Regions from separate parts of the Mus musculus genome. Here region 1 is linked to region 2. A link is a contact called in public Hi-C data. All regions are on one chromosome and are shown on one strand. Each heading gives the region's core, a stretch centred on a gene start, on an enhancer-like site or on the middle of the called end of the contact. The rest is flanking DNA. Distances are from core to core; before and after follow the strand shown. Region 1 has its middle 140 kb from the start of Gm40797. Region 2 overlaps Slc16a7 (solute carrier family 16 (monocarboxylic acid transporters), member 7).

Region 1 (6,116 bases), core at 1,325-3,824, 1.3 Mb after region 2:
CATTCCTAGCCATGGGCAAGACCTTGTTCAAAAGCTGCACATCTCTGGTGCCTTCCTAACTCATCTCTGTGCATTTGTGTGTTACTATCAGCACCACAGACAGAAACAAGTGTGTGTACTCTTTTGGGGATGGAGGTTGTTTCCTTCGTTTTAATATAGTCCCAGCACCCACACATAGAAACACCAAGAAAGCACTTGATAAATAAATCACTGAAATAAAGAAATATTGTTAAAGGACATAGTCTACAGTCCAGCTGTGGTATCCAGTAACTCAGTGGTCTTCTAGTCATGTCTTTCCCATTTTTACATCTCACCCTGCTCAGCCTAGTCCATATATACCAAACAACCCCACCCCCACCCCCTGCCACTTCTACTGTTCAGACCTGGGCTGGACTCTATCATATTTTAAGCACAAATTCAACTCTTCTCACCTCATTGAGGACTTTCCTAATATGCTAATCCCAGGAGCTCATTCCATCCTCTCAAGTTTAATATTCTTCTTGCCTAGAATCACACACTTATTTCCCAAGGCAGCTCCAAGGAGCAGTCATCTAAGATTGCTAAGAGAGGGAAAGAACAAGGAGAGGGGAAGGCAAAGGGGGAGGAGGGACAGAGGGGAGAGAGAGGAGAGAGAGAGAGAGAGAGAGAGAGAGAGAGAGAGAGAGAGAGAGAGAAGAGAGAGAGAGGAGCTTGTGAAGTCACATAAATGTGAGTGATACATCTGATGTTTGATGGTTGAAACACAAGGAAGGCATAAGTAGTTATTAAGTTCACATTAATCTGTACATCCACACAACAGCCCTGAGAGCTGTGAGCCGTGTCCTGGTCAATGGACCAGAAAACTGAAGCGGTATATGACCTTCACCATCAACTAGGGTTCAAATATCGACACCTAACTTCAGAGCTTGTACTATATACATTCCCCTTGAATGTGCCCGTCACTAAACTCTTGCTATACAAGATATAAACGCTTGCTACTAACAGTATTATTCTTGTTTCCCAGCTTGTCTACAGACTTCCTGAGGGTATTTACCTGGCATAGGGCACAGAGTCAAAGTAAATGCCCATCCTACCAATATAAAGTGTACTGTTTCCTATTAATGAGCCATTTTGAATGTGCAAAAGCAATATACTACAACTTCCCAAGGCATTGCCCCATCTGCTAAATCATTGTTTCCATGGTCGTGCTCTGGTAAGCTAAGTTTTCAGTGTTTTGTGCACAAGAAAGGTGAGACCTGGGATAGGCTTCCTGCCTTATCTCACCTCACCATGGACACTGAGTCCCAACCTGACACCAGAGTTCCCCTGGGAACATCCCTGGGAAAGTCCAGATTCCCGTGCTGAGTGAGGCTGCTGAGAGAGAAGGAGAGAGGGAAGGGGAGAGAAAGAGAGAGAACAGAGGAGGGCAGGAAGGAAGAGAGAGAAAAAGAGAGAAAGAATGTGGGGAGGGAAAGAAGAGAGAGGGAGAGAGAGAAAGGAGGGAGACAGAAACAAGAGAGACAGAGAGAGAAGGGAAAGAATGAGAGGGGAGAGAAAGAAAGAGGAAGGAGAGAGAGGGGAAGGAGGAAGAGAGGAAAGGAAGAGAGATGGGGAGAGAGGAGAGAGAAATAGAGAGAAAGGAAGGAGGGAGGGAAGAGATAGATAGAAAGATAAAGGAGGAATCGAGAGGACAAGAGAGAGAGAGAGAGAGAGAGAGAGTGTGTGTGTGTGTGTGTGTGTGTGTGTGTGTGTGTGTGTGTGTCTTCCTAAGGCCTCTACCTTGAAAGCATTCAAGCCACTGTTTTGTGGAAATTAAATCACTGTCTCTCTGAAGTGGATTACTGGAGCAGTGCCTACATTACGCTACATCAAGCCCTCCTTCCTTTTGTTGCTCTTTTGTAATCATGTTTCCTGATGCACTCTGTGTTTGAACACTATAATCCAAACATAAAATCTCTTGAATCTCTTTATGTCCCCTCATGGATGTATGTATGGAAACAGCGCGAACGTGTGCTGGTCAGGTTGCCTCCCCCCACCCCACCCCCGAGGACATGTGGTTTGACTTTGCCTGAGGAAGGAACCATTACACCTGTCTTAGCAGGCTATCTACCTCCTCTCAGAAAGCCACGCCGGTCTGCAGAGAAGGAGCGATGGTTGCTTCCGATGGGTCTTTCCATTCTCTCCTTTCCTCTCCTCCTGTTCCTGATCAATGCTTTAGTTTAACTACTTGATTTTCAAATTACTTTGTAATTACAAAATTTAGCTAATTTTAGATTAATTCCAGAAAGTGGCTTTTATGGGTACCAGTTCCTACCTGCTCCTTTCCTTGGCAAGAGCGTAGCTAGATGTGAAGTTAATTGTGCCCTGGTTTTATCCATGCTACCTGAATGAGCTAGCTTCAATTTGAGAAAGCATCAATTAAAATGGGGGTAGGGGAGGGACGGCATTCAGGATGATGGGTTAAAGAAGAGGCTCTCTTAGCCTGGAAACATGCAGAGGGTTACAATAATGGCCTCTAAGTACCTAGGAGACAATGCTGAGCTGTCAGCAGCCGGCAGCTGCGTGGAGAATAGAACAATAGAGAATGAACAGCTTTAAAGAGGAAACATGGAGATTCAGAACGGAGATAAGGAATAAACTGAAGTCTAAAGACAGAGCTGGAGTAGCCTAGAAGGGGGACAAAGCCATGGTACATAAAGAGGGGCTGAAGACAGAGCTCTGTCAGCTGTATTCCCAGAATAAGAAAAAAAAAAAAAAGACACAAGAATCCTAAGAAACAGTTCCATTCTCTCTCCTATGGGATTTGCAAGCATATGGGTCAGGTTCACCATGAAATCTGTGGTCCCCGATATGAAATGCGTGTGCAGAGCACTTGTACAAAGATTTCAAGATGGCAGACCTTCAGCATAGAAGGCTCCTCTAAATATGGAACACTGGGTAACCTTGCAAGCCACACATCCACAGAGCTGACAGCCTTGTTCACGTAGGTGGACCATGTGTGGAAAGTAAGGTGACCTCCAAGATCCCACAAAAATATGTCCAACTGGGTTAGCAAAATGATCTAATGGTCAGAATGCCTCAAGCAGGCCTGACCCCTGAGTGTGATGCTCAGAATCTACTGTGGAAGAAGAGAAGTGACTCCTAAAAGTTGCCCTCTGCCGTATGCCCTGTACACATAGACACTCACACACAAACACACACACACACACATACACGCATGAGCGCGCAGGGGAACACACATGGACACCACTAACACCAACAACAACAGCAACAACAATAATAATAAATAATTTTTTAAAGAAAAGTCTAAACAACTAAGGTCTTAGATGGAGTGCCTAATCCTGTAGCAACCAGCTGGATGGTGGGAGGGGCCCAGGAGTGGGGTTTGATTAAGATGAGCTGCCATCATTACACAGCTGTGTGACTGCCTGGCTTCAAAACGCTCTAACGGATGCACAGCCAAACTGCAAAGTTTCAGTCCACGGAATCTCCTTGTAGATGCCTCTTCCTCCATACTCCAAATTGCTCCAAACTGGTCTCCAGTCATTGTCATCTCTCAGAGGAAATATACATTATGTTCCATACCCACCAGGCCCCCTGGATGCCCCATCCAAGCCCACTCTCTGCCTATCTTTCCTCCTCTACTGCTAAACTGATACTCCTACAAGCTAAGATAATAAGAGTTAATAATAGCTTGACACCTAAACCTATTATTTCTAAAATAGTTCACTTGAGAGGAAAACAATCTAAGCCCCTCTGGGTCCTGAGAGAGCTGTGTGAAGTGGAACTGAGTCCAGTTTAATTTAAGATTTTGCTTTATTTTTAAACTTTAAACATGTGTATGAATCCTGCCTCCAACTTAACAAAACAGTTGTGTCCATTTTAATATCTTTAAGAAATTCTAATGTGTCAAATTGCTTCTCTCTGGAACAAAATAAGTTGTCTGCTTTTTCATTTTTCCTCCAGGCATAAACAAAATATTTGATCTGGTGCAATTCAGACAAAACACTGCACTGATGTGGGGAAGCCGGGGGCTTTTCATTTTATGCAGGATAATTAGAAGTTAAAAAACACCTGTTAGCAAGGTGACAGAACTTGTTTCTCCACCATGAGCTGAGGCAGTCAGAGCTCCACACAGGCCCTGGGAAGCCTGCAGTAGCCTTTGGTACCCACAAAATTAGCATCTGTGTTCCCAAAGTACAAGTTCACCTCTAGGCATCTTAACCAGTCCTCTTGGCATCTTAACCAGTCCTCTTGGCATCTTAACCAGTCCTCTAGGCATCTTAACCAGTCCTCTTGGCATCTTAACCAGTCCTCTTGGCATCTTAACCAGTCCTCTAGGCATCTTAACCAGTCCTCTTGGCATCTTAACCAGTCCTCTTGGCATCTTAACCAGTCCTCTAGGCATCTTAACCAGTCCTCTTGGCATCTTAACCAGTCCTCTAGCAGCCCAAGTTTCTTGATAACACAAAAGTAGTCACCTTCCTAATCAGGCATTCTTTGAGTTATTCAGAAAAGATGAGATTGGCCAAAGGAAAAAAGTAGACTTTTTGGATTTTCTCGAACAGCCTGACACTAAAACAGTTTACCTAACAGAAAGTCACACTTGGCCCAGAATCCATCTATTCCTACATCCACACAGTTGACTACAGACCCTACAGTTACTTGGTAGCTCCCTTGTTCCAGGAAGGCCGAACATTAGCTGGCTTCCCTTAAATAAGATTTGCATGTTAATTACTAGTTGACTTTTAATAGCAACAAGAAAATAATTGTCGGCGTTTCTTGACCGCTCCATACCTGTGTTGTCCTAGGTCACACAGTGCAGAGGAAAGAGGGTTGTCTTTTCACTAGTCATTATGAGGATTAGAATAATCATAATCTTTCATTAGAGCTAGCCAATATTAGCTGATTTACATATGCTGTTACGTAATCCTGTTAATAATCTCCCTATTAATAAGCTAATAAGATCAAAGTAGAAAATAACAGCTTGGATCTTACTGGGTTCACACAGAAAACTTTGTGCTTGCTTCCTTTCTGTCTCTAACTGGGCCCTGGTTGGCCAGTGATCTGACTCTAAGTGCCCTGGTTGGCCAGTGTTCTGACTCTAAGTGGGCCCTGGTTGGCCAGTGATCTGACTCTAACTGAGCGCTGGTTAGCCAGTGATGCATTTCCAAAGGATGGCATCTGTTTCATCTGCTTCAGGAAGCTGCCTCTGATGGCAATGACAGATGCCCTCTGTTTTCCTCTCTGTCCCAGTAAAATTTCACCTGATGTTTGTTGTTTATCTCACTACCTCCTCTGGGCGAACCTGCTTATCCTACTGAAAAGGGAATGCACTAGGCTAGGCTAGTCTCTCAAAGGAAGGTCAGTGCCTAGATCCGGAGAGCTTGCACTTAGAAGGACACTGAGTTTCACTGAAAATAAGCATGATGGGAAAGGCTCAGGCAAAGTGCTTCCAGCAGACATTCAGAGCTTAGGAGTCCTCTCAAGTATGAGGGGTAAAGAAAAGCCTGATCAAGGTGTGTATCATGGTTTGAGTCTGAAGTTTTGCCAGCAGCCCGCTCCTTCAACCTCACACAGTCAGTCCACCTTTGGGGCCTTTGCTCCCTCCTCCATATCATTCCCCAATCCAGTCTTTACCTGGCTGTTTTCTTTCCATCGTCAAAATCTTCAAACGCCAGTTCGTCACAGAGGCTTTCCCTAATAATACGCTCTAGAACAACCCCATCCCACATGCCAGCCATGGGCTACGATGGTGTCTCAGTCTCTGAGGGAAAGCAGAGAATCGTGCCTCTCCCATCGTGCTGGAAGGTGAGCTCCTTGACAACACAGATGCCTTCCTACAGACCAGGGCACACCCACGACCTGCGCTTTAACCGCTCACTCCTCAATCAAACGCACCTTCGAGGCAGAGGCATGGCGATCACGTGACCCGATACTGCTGCTATTATTTTACTCTAACCACATGCTGTACCATCATCAGGATCCTTATTCTAATGGTCTCCAAATTAATTTAATTGGGATTATGAAAGTCACATGCAAGTTAGTGTTAGAACAGGGCTAGAATTCCAGTTTTGCCAACTTAAAACCCCACTTTGAATATTAAAATGCAGAAACACTGGACTTAAGGAGAGATG
Region 2 (6,242 bases), core at 659-3,158:
TTTCACGCTTGTTGGCCTTTCCTTGCTTGTTCTATATCCCTTCTTTCACTGGACATAAATTGATCACTAAAGTGATCTCTGAAAAGCATAATGATGACCCTGGCTTTCTTTGGTGACGAGCCTAGTTGAAGACCAGCTTTGGAAATATGTTAAATATGTGAAATATGTTAAAAATGAGACACAGGCCGTTTTGTCACACACCTCTGACTTCCATGCGTGTTTATGATCTACGATCCTTGTGAGCTCTGTATATTAACACATCTCAGAAATACTTGCTCCCTCTGACGCTTTATCCACACACTTAGGTGTTAAAGATGCAGGATGGGTGAAGCTTCCCGGTCTCTCCTTACTCTTTTTTGCACGCACATTTACTCAGTTGCAAGGTTTTTTTTTTTTTTTTTTGAGGGTGTGGGTGATTTTACTTTGTTTCCTTGTTTTGGGGGGTGTTGTTATTGTACCCTCATTTTCTGATAAAGAACTTAAAAGTGTGGTGTGTAGGACATGGGAGAGGATCTGGGACAACTTGGGGAAGGAAATAGTATGATCAAAATTTTTAAATTTAAGAGTTGTTGTAAATAATGAAATTATATAATAAAGAGCAAGGTATAACAATGCATAAAAAAGCATTAATGACAAACGATAGGGTATACTGATATAATATTTTCTGAAGTGTATGAAACACCAGTGGAGGAAAACTCTACTTCACTTCTTAGGTAAATAATGTGTAATTATGCTTTTGCTCTGTTTCTTCCATAATTATTAAAAAAAAACCTTTCTTCTTTCAGTTTGAGCACCCCAGTTTTCTCTTACTACTTCAATGTGGCTAGTTACTAGTAAATAAACATTGTGGGCATCTTAAATAAGTAGTGACACGGGGATTACTCCTCTGGAATCCTAGGTAGCACTCCTTCTTCAGCCAGGAGTGGCTCCTTCATCCGGCAATGTCTGTGCACCGAGTCATCCACCTATTTGCACTGCGTACAGCTACCACGGCTTCTCTTACGGGAAGATATCTCTTCCGAAACATCCACGTCCTGTCACTCACCAAACCAACCTCAATCTGGGAAATTAGGGGGGTAATCCATGTCCTACAATTTACACTGATATGAAGACATTCCGAAAGAAAGGGGATGCGAAAGGAAACTGTACTTATCTTGGAAAAGGAGACTGCTGAAGGCACAGCATGAGAACTCTTCATTCTTACATTTACTACAGCCCAAAAGATCTCCCGAGACTCTCATACTGGAAAACAATACTGATGTCTTTCAACATCAACATTTGCTCTCTTTTCCTTTCCCTCCTCCTATTCTTCTACATTTTCTAAGATCGTGATAAATTCGGTAACTGCTTGATTATTTTAAATATCTCCCTAGCGTCTCATCAAATATCTTCAGCATGTTTTCCATGACTTAATTCCAATTTCTTTGTGACAAATCTCTGTTGATCCTTTCATTTCCACAGCGGTTTCTCGCTTCCTCTCTATATGTGGGCATTTGGCTCATGAAGCAGCAATTTGGCCGGCAGCAATCTGAACACTGTGGCTCTTCTTTCCTCCGCATCCCAAAATTAACTGTAAACTGACAAATCAATAGCGTGGAGTTATCACTCGCAGGTCCTGACTGGCCTCAGGAGCCCCCGAGGGTTCAAGTCAATGCCTTTTTGCTTCGTGCAAGAGCTCTAAGGCTGAGTGTGGATGCTAGGAACCCAAAGCTGGAGCTGCATTAGCGTGTGACCCTATGGGAAGCCTACCCTGCTCTCCTATCTGCAGAAATGGAGCATCTCACCCTGTAACCAGAGCTGCTTCTGCCAGATTAAAATGTGCATTTAGTTCATTCCTTTATGTGTATGTGTTTGACCTGTAGGTCTATGCATCAACGTGCATGCATGTCTGTTGCCGGTGGAAGCCAGAAGAGGGCACTGCTTCCCTGTAACTGAGTGTGTAACTGAGTGTGAGCTGGCTTGTGGGAGCCAGGTCCTCTGGAAGAGCATCCCTTGCTCTTAAACTACTGAGCCCTCCATTCTGTCCCCTCTGACCTGATTTTTAATAAACACTTATAAGACATCATTGTAAGGCTATTATTCCTAAGACTCGCCTAGAGTCAAGTGCTAAGAAGGAGAAGGTCCAGCCTAGCTCTGAGAAGTGTTTGCTTCCTCACAGCACGCTTGCAAACACCAAAGATTTTCAAGGTGTTCCCAATGCCTTCCACCCTGGACAGGAGAAGCTTTGGAGCTGCCCTAGACACAGATGTCACGAAACAGCTTTCAAGCTCCTCAACGGATTCTTTCGCACGGGAAGCTCACGACTCTAAGAGCTTAAGCTCAGTGTGCAATGGCCTTTTGCCTCTGGCCAGTCGTCGGCACCTTCCTTCCTTCCAAGACAAGGCTACGGTGTGTGGCACTAAGACTACCGGCTGTCCTCAATAAGATAAAGTCGGAACGAGAGCCACAGAACAGGCTGGAATCCCACAAAGAGTGGGCTGACTGCCAGAACCATGTGTAGTTTAAGACCAAGAACAGAGGCTTGGCCCATGCCAGGGTTTGGAGTTGGTAAATAGATTTTAAAACCTCCAGTAAGAACCATGTGAGGAACGAGCAAGCCATCTACCTTTAAAGTCCCGAAAGGTCCCGTGAAGAGGTGGGGAAGGTAACTGTTAATGAGGAAATGATTTTTTTTTTTTTAAGATTCACATGATCCACTGTTGTGTTAATTAGAAATAAGATGGGTATTTGACTGGTACCATCTTCATCTGCCTTTGAGACACAGGGTTACACGAGTCAGCTGTCTTTCACTGGAATCATTACAGCAGCGGAGACGGCAGTAATGCTTGAGAGATCACGAAATTCCACGTTTGCTTTCAAAGGGCAGGCAGGGCTTCCTCCTGTTGGCTCACGTCCCTGTCCCTTTACAAGGGCGATAACAGTCCCATTTGAATGCCTGCTTTGTTTTCTTGCCGGTGCCACGAGGCTCCATTTACTATCTGAACTAGTTTTGCCCTCTGATGTTAATACTTAATCTCTTAAAGTCTTGGCTACAATAAAAGCCAGTAATCAAGTTTTATAATCTACTGTTTCCATGAGCGCCCTTGTCTCCTGGCTGCTTAGGTATCCTCTATGATTCGCAAGCAAAAACATTCTTTCTCCCCTTTAAAAAAAAAAAAAAAACCTGAAACTTCCACTATCATTTCTGCCTGTCTGTCTCATTATAGTAAACGACTATTGCCAGACTGTTTGCTTGGCGAAGGCACTACATATTATCAGGAACTATTTCAACGTGCATGAGAAAACTTCAAGATGTCCCTGCCAAACCAAACCACAGTAAGACTGAGAAGCACCCACCCTGTGGGGCTTCACACCCCAGGGTGACTTCCCTGGTCACCTGAATTCTTTGAATAGCTCCAGTGGATACTTACAATATGTAGTCTTTCTGAGTGTGCCTTTGGGAACTGGGCTTTTCTTAGTGTGGTGTGCAAAAATAGCTTAGATCAGACAGCTGCTGTTCTTGTGTTGATGTGGACACATAGCATAAATCCAGTATCTCTGGAAGAAGATATACGAACAGCCTAGGGGCTCTGCAAGAATGTGACATGATATTATCCTTTGTTAAAAAGTCTTAGTCTGTTTTATTGTTTTGAGATTATAATACAATTTTATTGCTCTATTCTTATTTTCTCTCCCAACCCCAGCCTTCCTTTAGATACATGATTTCTTTTTTCCTTCACCGTTATGCATTTGTATATATATATTTTTTTCCTCTATGTTGTTACTTGTAAGTATATCTTCAGGACTGACTGACCTTTGTTGGTACTGCATAGACAATCAGCGAGCCACCACTCTCCTTTCTAGTTTTCCTTAGCTGCCTATCGTTCTTTGCGTATGCTTGCAGCCTTTGGAACTTTTCCCCATCCAGTTCTTATATGAATGCACAAATAATAAGATGAATTTTGGAGATCTTGGCCACTATCACGCAGGGCAGTGGCAAACCATTCCAGTCTCTGTAATCCAATAGCTCTTTGTACTATGTGCACTGATAGATAGAAAAGAAGGCATGACATGCAAACGCTGGAGGGAAACCAGGGCACACTGCTGTTTTGATATAAGGAGAAATTCGTCAAATGATCCTAGAAAGCATCCACTGACCCTGATGGAACATCTGGGCAGGAACTCTGTATCAAGGATAATGCAAAGAGTGACAGGAACCAGTCTAGAGTATGGCTGTCTTAAGATCTCAAGTCATCATGGAAACAAAACCAGGAAAGTCTGTTCCACACACACATTGACTCAGATCCCAGGCCCTTTTTATATCACAGCGATAGCAACGGACATCAACACAGCTCATAGCAACAGAGGGGCACCACATCAAAACTCTTACTAATCAAATGCCAAAGAGGCCAGTTTCAAGTGAAATTATTTAATGATGTTACCAGAGGAAGGAGGTTTTCCAGACTGAATTGATTGCATTTAAAGGTCCATCACTCAGCAAAGATAACTTCTGGGAACTCCAATAACCTCGTTAAATTTATCTTCCTTGGCAATGCAATTAAGCAATAATAAGAAAAATACTGTCCATTTGATGTAATGTTAAGTACTGAGACATATAACAATCTCTAGTGTATAAAATGTGACATACATCCTTTCTGGAGAAAAATACCATGACAGATATCAATTAAGAACCTGTTCCAGGAAGGTGTGGTGGCGGCACGAACCTTTAATCCTAGCATCCAGGAGGTAGAGGCTGGAGGATCTGAGAGTTAGAGGACAACCAGTGCTACACAGAGAAACCCTGTCTCAAAAAGGCAAAACCAAACAACCAAACAACCAATAAACTTAAACCCCCAAACAACAAACAACTCTTCCCAAACCAGTGGGAACTACATGCTTAAATAAGAGCAAAACCAGAAAAGGTTGACTGTTTGTTTGTTTGTTTGTTTTTGTTTTTAGGAATACTGCCATGGTTACCCATGATAAAAGGCAAGGCACTGTGTGTGAAGTATGAGAACTATTGTACAGAACTGGTAAATGTATAAGCTACTCCCACTGGGCATATTTTTCCATCTGATGTGAAAGAATAAAACTCTTCACCAACTGAACTCTTACTTCTCACAAGCCGAAGTGAACCGGCTCACTACTGATGGAGGCAATGCATCACATCAAGCATTCAAAATAAATTAGTGGCCATTAAGCCGCAAGCTCCCCATCATTTGTGTTACAAATGATGCTGAGGCATCAGGCATTACCGGAACCACCTTCCGTCTCCAGAGCGATATTGATGTTCTGCAGCCAGAGCCCATTAAGATGATTCAATGAAATACACCAACTTCAGAAGAGATACAACATCTCAGACTCGCGATAAGAATAGGGTTGAGGTTTCCTAGTAGCAAAACATTTTCTCCTGACATAAAAACTGCGCTCTGAGGTGCAAGTTAAATATGCCTCAAATCAAACTGACTCCTTAGGAGACCAGTAGTAGCGTGCTATTTATACCATCGCTGCTTCCATACTGAATCACAAAGCACAAAGGGGGTGTGCGGATTCTATTCATGAGCTATGAAAAACAATTTTGCCTTCATCTACTGTTTCATGTTTTAAATTCTTTTGAAGATGATTTAGTTACACGGCAACTGTATTGGACTGTATAGGTGCTGACACAGAAAGGGAAGTTTCCAGTTGCATTTTAAGAAACTAGAGGACTATTCAGGATTGTATGCAATTGTGGTAGTATTTGAAGATTTGAAAAACGTTTTAAGATTATAAACATCATGAAACATGGATTATTCTGTTTTCACCATTGGATTCTTGACATATGGGAATAAGGTTTAGCTACAAAAAAAAAGAGGACTTGTGAATGATATAAGTTAGCAAGTCTACAATGCCAGGTATCTTTAAGAAAGTTTAGGTATATTTCTGGCTCTAATTGAGCCTCTGATATTCTGTTCATTACCTCTACATCCAGAAAGTCAGACTTGAATTCAGATAAACAAAAACAGTAATACACTGAGGGAACATGTCTACCATTTAAGTATGTCTGAACACCTGTCAGAACCCATGTTGAGTCTTTCTTGGGTTGGCAACTACGGAATATTTGTTCATACATGAATAACCTTTTGTTTTTGTGGTATTGTAAAAGTCACCTTTTATGTTCACTCTTACACAATAATACACCCCCATTTGTAAAATTGGTATTGGCAAGAGGAGGGTACAGAGCCTGGAGTGGCTAAGTCTAAAGGCTAACTGTATCTAGTTCA

What was found. Hi-C and Micro-C count contacts between places; a contact is called where the count stands out from the background.
Region 1: a contact with region 2 is called in a Hi-C map of forebrain, with 5 times the contacts expected there. The contact joins two enhancer-like sites. A contact is called at or near these places in 20 of 484 Hi-C or Micro-C datasets (B cells, CD4 T cells, LSK cells and 14 more) and 1 of 115 datasets of contacts at active chromatin or transcription factors (astrocytes).

The regions. Positions count from the first base shown.
Region 1 is chr10:126,523,942-126,530,057 of GRCm38.p6, forward strand. No RefSeq gene overlaps it. Among named protein-coding and RNA genes, the nearest start is that of Gm40797, 140 kb to the right of the region's middle. Within about 2 kb of position 2,575, at least 20 of the 459 cell types and tissues checked have an H3K27ac peak or open chromatin away from gene starts, as enhancers often do. A contact at or near this core is called in forebrain, where this site is marked.
Region 2 is chr10:125,263,228-125,269,469 of GRCm38.p6, forward strand. All of the region lies in intron 3 of Slc16a7 (solute carrier family 16 (monocarboxylic acid transporters), member 7), which reads right to left. Among named protein-coding and RNA genes, the nearest start is that of Slc16a7, 42 kb to the right of the region's middle. Within about 2 kb of position 1,909, at least 25 of the 459 cell types and tissues checked have an H3K27ac peak or open chromatin away from gene starts, as enhancers often do. A contact at or near this core is called in forebrain, where this site is marked.